Regions from separate parts of the Rattus norvegicus genome. Here region 2 is linked to region 1. Evidence: chromatin contacts called from public Hi-C data. All regions are on one chromosome and are shown on one strand. Each heading gives the region's core, a stretch centred on a gene start, on an enhancer-like site or on the middle of the called end of the contact. The rest is flanking DNA. Distances are from core to core; before and after follow the strand shown.

Region 1 (2,836 bases), core at 261-2,760:
ATTTTAAATACTTCAGTTACTGGGTTTATAAACCCAAGCACTAGCACTGGTCAGTTTTGTATGATAGGATATAAGTATGTTGTCATCTGCAGTGTAAATATAGCACACTGTTGAATTCTCTTAAGGTGCATAGTAAATGTATAGATAGTCACAGGCGGTTTTGTAATGTATACATTTCTAATCTATTATTCCTAACCTGTTATGTTTGCAGAGAGAAAAGAATTTTTCTAATAATCTGTAAAATTATGTTAACTTCTACAAGTAGGTATTCTAAATAAACTTTTTTTAAAAGAGCAATCTGTGATCGAGTGACTCTTGATATAATGTATTAATGCATAATGTACTAAATTCATCCTCTTACTTTTTTTTAATTTTGTGTGTGTGTGTGTGTGTGTGTGTGTGTGTGTGTGTGTGTGTGTGTGTGTGAAAAAGATGGGTACAGGCCTGACACGGATTGTGACAGTATCCCTAATGTATGTTTTACTTGGTACTTCATATTCTTTTTTAAAAATAAGTGGAAATTATACCTATTTCATACATTAAAAATGAGGCTCAGCATATTTAAATGACCCCAAAAACTACACAAGGCAGTCTTTTTCAGGTAAAAGCCCTTCTGAATCATGACTACATAGTGCACTGAAGTAGAACCTTGATTGTACTGTTTAAATGTTTGAAATAACCCACTATTTCAGTCTAAAGCCCAGCGCTGAATGCAACAAGTTAAAAAACACTGAAATGCTGTTTTGCCCATATTGAGTGAGCCTCAGATAAGCCCCAGGAAAGCTTTACTCTTGATTTTGTCTTCCTTTCTCCCCATTTTAACTTGCTCCTCAGAATCCACTTGCTACTTCTAGAAATAATGGCAATGTGGAATAAGGAAACGTCATTAAACATCATTGAGTATCTACAAGATCACTTTCCTGCCAACACTGACAGTTCCTGGATGTAATGGATGACTGAAAGAAGCACAGCTATGAACCCAGCACTCATCCTCTCCCTGAAGCCTCTGTGTTTCCATACCTGAAACGTTTCTGCTTTGGGATTGTATGCAATACATGAGGTTAATGTGTTGAATCTTACAATGTGAATAAAGGGCAAACATCTACTTCTGCTAAAGTGGTTGAACTAGGTGGGGTTTCTTCCAAACCTGGATGCAGACAAGGTAGCACACCCCAGCGGAAGACACAAGCCTAGAAATGGCCATGTCCAAGTTCTCCGTGTCTGTCCTGCACCCTAAAACCGTTTGCGTGAAGGCAAGGAGAGCAAATGATACGGCAGGGACACTAGAGAAGTAAGCCCGAGATGGGGGCGGTACCCATGCCCTTCACCCGAGCCCTTCCTTCTTAGACCTAGCCGTGTAGTGGCCAGAGACGCCTGCGGGCCGGGCCGTGAGCCAGGAAGGTAGACACTAAAGGACTGTGGCTGGCGGGCTCCACCCTACCTATTGGGCTCTTCCTCCAAGCGCTACTGCACTTCCGCCTTTCTCTACGCCTCTTCCGTTTCCGCCCTCCATCGGTCCTGACCTTCTAAAGAAGTATTTACCCACAGCTCCGTTTCCATGGCGTCCCAGGGGTCTGTGACAGCGGCACTGCGGGTGGCTGAGGTGCTGGAAACCATCGCGAACCGCTGCGTGGGGCCCGAGGGCGGCCTGGTGTTGTGTACGAAGCCCACCGGCGAGGTGCTGCTTAGCAGGGATGGAGGTTGCCTCCTGGAGGCGCTGCACTTAGAGCATCCCTTAGCCAGGTACCTCGCTTCCCCTGTAGTCCGTTCGGCGCGCATCTCCCTCAACCTCCCATCAGATCCCTGAGGTCATGGACCTGTATAAAAACGGTCTTAATACTGGATAAAACTAGTGTGGAGGTCGGATCTGAGCGCTGCCCAAATTACTAATCCGGGGCCCAAACCTCCTCACCTACCTAGAGCACTTCTCACTCTTTTCCCGTCTCTGATATCTTAGAATAAAGTAGTTAAAATAAAGGAAAAATAAAGCTGAGGCTGGACGTCAAAAAGACAATCTGCCTGTCTGTACCTGTGAAAATACGGGTTTAACTTAGCACCAACACAGAAAATCTGAGTTATTTTTTTTCCCTTCCTATACAGGATGATAGTGGCGTGTGTTTCCAGTCACCTTAAAAAAACAGGAGATGGTGCTAAAACATTTATTATTTTTCTTTGCCATTTACTCAGAGGACTTCATGCAATCGGAGAAAAAGAAAAAGACTCATTCACTTCTGAAGATATTCAGAGCCATGAAAGGCATTGGAAAAACTGCTGCCAGTGGAAATCTATTTCCCGGGCTCTGCTAAGGTTTCAGACACAAACGTTAGGTTGTATTGTAGACCAACATTTAAGCAGGCACTACCTCTCTGCCTTTTCTTCATCTGCTGAAGGAAGAACACTGTGCAGGCGCTCTCTGGAGTTGCTCCTGGAACCATACTTTTGTGGAAGAGTGGGAAGAAACAACCACAGATTCATTTCACAGTTGATGTGTGACTACGTTTTCAAGTGTATGGCTTGTGAAAGTGGGATTGAAGTATTTGAGTTTTTGGACAACTGTTTTGTGGAGTTGAATGTTGGCGTGACAGGCCTTCCTGTTTCAGAGTCTAGAATTGTGGATGGCCTTGTGCTTCCCAGAGACTTTTCTGTGTACTGCCCAGCAGATGGTGGCATTAGGATGGTGATAGTAACCGAAATCCTCCAGCCTCTGTTTTCATCGTCTAGCTCGGAATTTGTTCTCGACTCAGAAACACAGTTTCAGGCATCTCAGAGTTGGATCATGGACAGGACAAAAACCGTAATGAACCACCTGCGTAGTCATAATGTAAAACTGCTCCTG
Region 2 (2,837 bases), core at 125-2,624, 88 kb after region 1:
GTATATATGGATGAGAAAAGTAAGGCAGGCGAGGGCAAAGATGAAAAGATGATCAAGATGATAGGTGTGTACCTTATAACCAAGGAGAAGGCAATATTTAGGCATTGTGTGGTTGTGAGAGAAGAGTGTTTGGATAATGGATGTAAGCAGAACAAAGCTCTCAAAGCAGGAGAGCAAGCAGGCTTGCAGAGCTGACAACGAGATGACCTACTTCATAGACTGCTTAACTAACTCCCTTCATCCCTAGTCTCCTCCTTTCTAGGCGTGGTGTGATGGTGAAGCAATAATGGTGTAGAGCCTGGCATAGCCAGAGATTTCCCAAAGCATGAAGGAGGTGCCCCGACCCTGTCCCCAGCTCTACCCATTCAGTGCGGATTTCTTGGGAAGAGTAATTATAATCCTCTACGGAAAGCGCTTAGCACAGAGGCTCACACACAGTAGACCGATGACCACGGTCACTCTCAACATCTCTAGAGTCTTCTTGGATGATGAGTTCATCAGTGTAGACATAGGTAAGACTGGGAGAGAAGCTCTGAGTCACCCATAGGGACAAAGGGAGAACAGTCACTAGCCTCAGAGTCCCAAGGAACCAAGGAGCAGGGCAGTGGACCTGACGATTAGAGAGGAAGGAGGGTCAGGCTGTCAAGGTTTACTCAAGACCTAAGAATTGTGGTGAGTCATCTATCTGACTTACCTGAAGGTATTTCGATGGAAGGGACAGCAGGGAAGAGGGGAAAAGGAGGTGAACCCTGATGCTTCGGTGTGAAGGAGAAAATATCTCTGGTAAGAATCACCAGGGAATCAGAGTTGACTGAGCCTTACGTGAGCATGACTGTGCAAAAGAGACAGACTAGAATGGAGGAGAGGGAGATTAATTATGTACATCAAGAAAATCTCCACAGGTGTGAAAACCCGTAGCTGTTAGGTGGGAGTATAGAGAGGCCATTTGCACATGAGAGTAGAGAGAAAGGGATCTTAGAGGGAAGGTACTGAAGGCAGTTACATCAGAAGCCATAAACAGAGGCTGCTCCTGAACCAGACATCCCCCTCCCGCTTCCTCTCCCCTCCCTCTGCCTCTCCTCCTTCCCCTCCCCTTCCCTGTCCCCTTCCGGTCCCCCTCCCTCACTCTCTCACTCTCTCTCACTCTCGCTCTCTCACTCTCTCGATCTTTTCCCCTTTCCCCTCCCCCCCCTCTGTTTTTTATGTAGTTCAGGCCGGCCCTGATTTTACTGTATAGCTGAGGATAACTTCAAACTCCTGGTCTTCCTGAAGTGATGAGACTGTGCGCACCGCCTCGCTGGCTCCGGTGACGCTAGATACTCCCTCCCCGGGCTTCACGCGCTAAGTGCTTTCCCAGCTGAGCTGCATCCCCACCCCGGAAGAAGTCCATGGAAATGACGAAGCATTTTTCTAGAATTTAATCTTCCACCACCACACTGGGAGTGACAAAGGAGGCTATTATTTTTGGAATTGACTTTAACTGTGAACTGCTCTGGGAGAGTCAAATGCAAGTGGAGAACAAAGCGATGACTACTCTCCTGTGTTCAAGGTGTGAAGGCTGGAGCAGAATGTTCTATTCCATGTCTGAAGGATCCCCTCCCCGCTCAAGCACAACTTGACAAGAACATTATTGGCTCTGCTTTAATCAGACCACCCAGAATGCGGGGCTTTTCACACCTCCTTAAAACATTCTTTTCCTTTTGTCTCTCGGATGTCTCTGTGTAAACCTTAACTCTGCTTTTCTCTGAGAAGCTCTAGGAGGGCTCAAAGGCAGACTCCGGAGCCCTTCCCTTCTCCCTTGATCTGCCAGTAACAGAGCCGCTGCACCTCTCTGTCTCCACCCCCTCGTCCTCTTCCTGATTTTCTCTCTCCTTTTCTCCTGCACACTCATCCCACACACAGTCCATTGAAAGTAGAAGGCCAGGCTGAGCATTCTCTCCGTCACCTGCTTCTTTAGGCAATGCACTGTGATCGGACACATCAAACCACATAAACTTTCTTTTTCCCCAGCCTCCCTGCTAGAGAGGGGGTTGTAGACATCACATGTGGTCATCGTGTCCCATCCGGAAGTTAAGGGTGACCCTGCAACTTGCTTTGGCTAATGAAAAATACGAGCTGGTTTCTACCTGTATTTTTGTTTGTTTGTTTTTTGTTTTCTGTTTTGTTTTGTTTTGTTTTTGTTGTTTTGCTTTGATTTTTTCTTTATAGGCATGCAAAGATTGGTCCTGTTTTTCCCCTCCAGGTTCTTCTTCCTTGATCCAAGCAAAATAACCTTGCCCCTATCCATTCTCTGGTTGTTACGAGTGTGCAGCTAACATTAGTGGCTAACATGGCCACTCTCTCACGCCTCTAGGTGCTAATAAGGGGACTTAATAAGTTCAGGGCGGGGAAATGTGACTAGACCTTCATTTGAGTCTGTTGACCGGCCCCATTGCAAAATACTAGAGTAGGCACTGTGTGGGGAATATTTTTCAAAGTTCTGGAGGCAAGGACATTTAAGTTTAAGGTGCCAGCAGGTTCAGTGTTTGGTGCAGGCCCCATCTCTACTTCCAAGATAGCAGCTGGCTACACAGTCTTGGAGGGAGGGGGGAGAAATTCCATTTGTCTGTGTGACAAAAGTATCTGGGTGTTGTGAGAACTCTCCTTTAAAGGACTCAGCCTCCTTAATGAAGGGAGGAGCCCTCACGACCTAAACACCCCTTAAAGGTCTCAGCATCAGCCACTTGAACTTCAGAGAAGGACACACTCAAGCCCTACAGGATGTAACTTAAGCCCTAAATGCTATGTGTGCTCCTGACCTGCCCACCTCTCTCTTCCTTGCCCTCGAGGCTCTCTGT

The links. Hi-C and Micro-C count contacts between places; a contact is called where the count stands out from the background.
Region 2: a contact with region 1 is called in a Hi-C map of the A7r5 cell line, with 3 times the contacts expected there. The contact joins the enhancer-like site here to the promoter of Bbs10 in region 1. A contact is called at or near these places in 4 of 12 Hi-C or Micro-C datasets (the A7r5 cell line, kidney and liver).

Annotation. Positions count from the first base shown.
Region 1 is chr7:48,635,855-48,638,690 of GRCr8, forward strand. It overlaps Bbs10 (Bardet-Biedl syndrome 10), which reads left to right and starts at 1,511. Exons shown (of 2, transcript NM_001109286.1): 1 at 1,511-1,743; 2 at 2,101-2,836. The coding sequence starts at 1,559. It overlaps Osbpl8 (oxysterol binding protein-like 8), which reads left to right. Exons shown (of 24, transcript NM_001309455.2): 24 at 1-297.
Region 2 is chr7:48,723,652-48,726,488 of GRCr8, forward strand. No RefSeq gene overlaps it. Among named protein-coding and RNA genes, the nearest start is that of Bbs10, 88 kb to the left of the region's middle. Within about 2 kb of position 1,375, at least 19 of the 93 cell types and tissues checked have an H3K27ac peak or open chromatin away from gene starts, as enhancers often do. A contact at or near this core is called in the A7r5 cell line and liver, where this site is marked.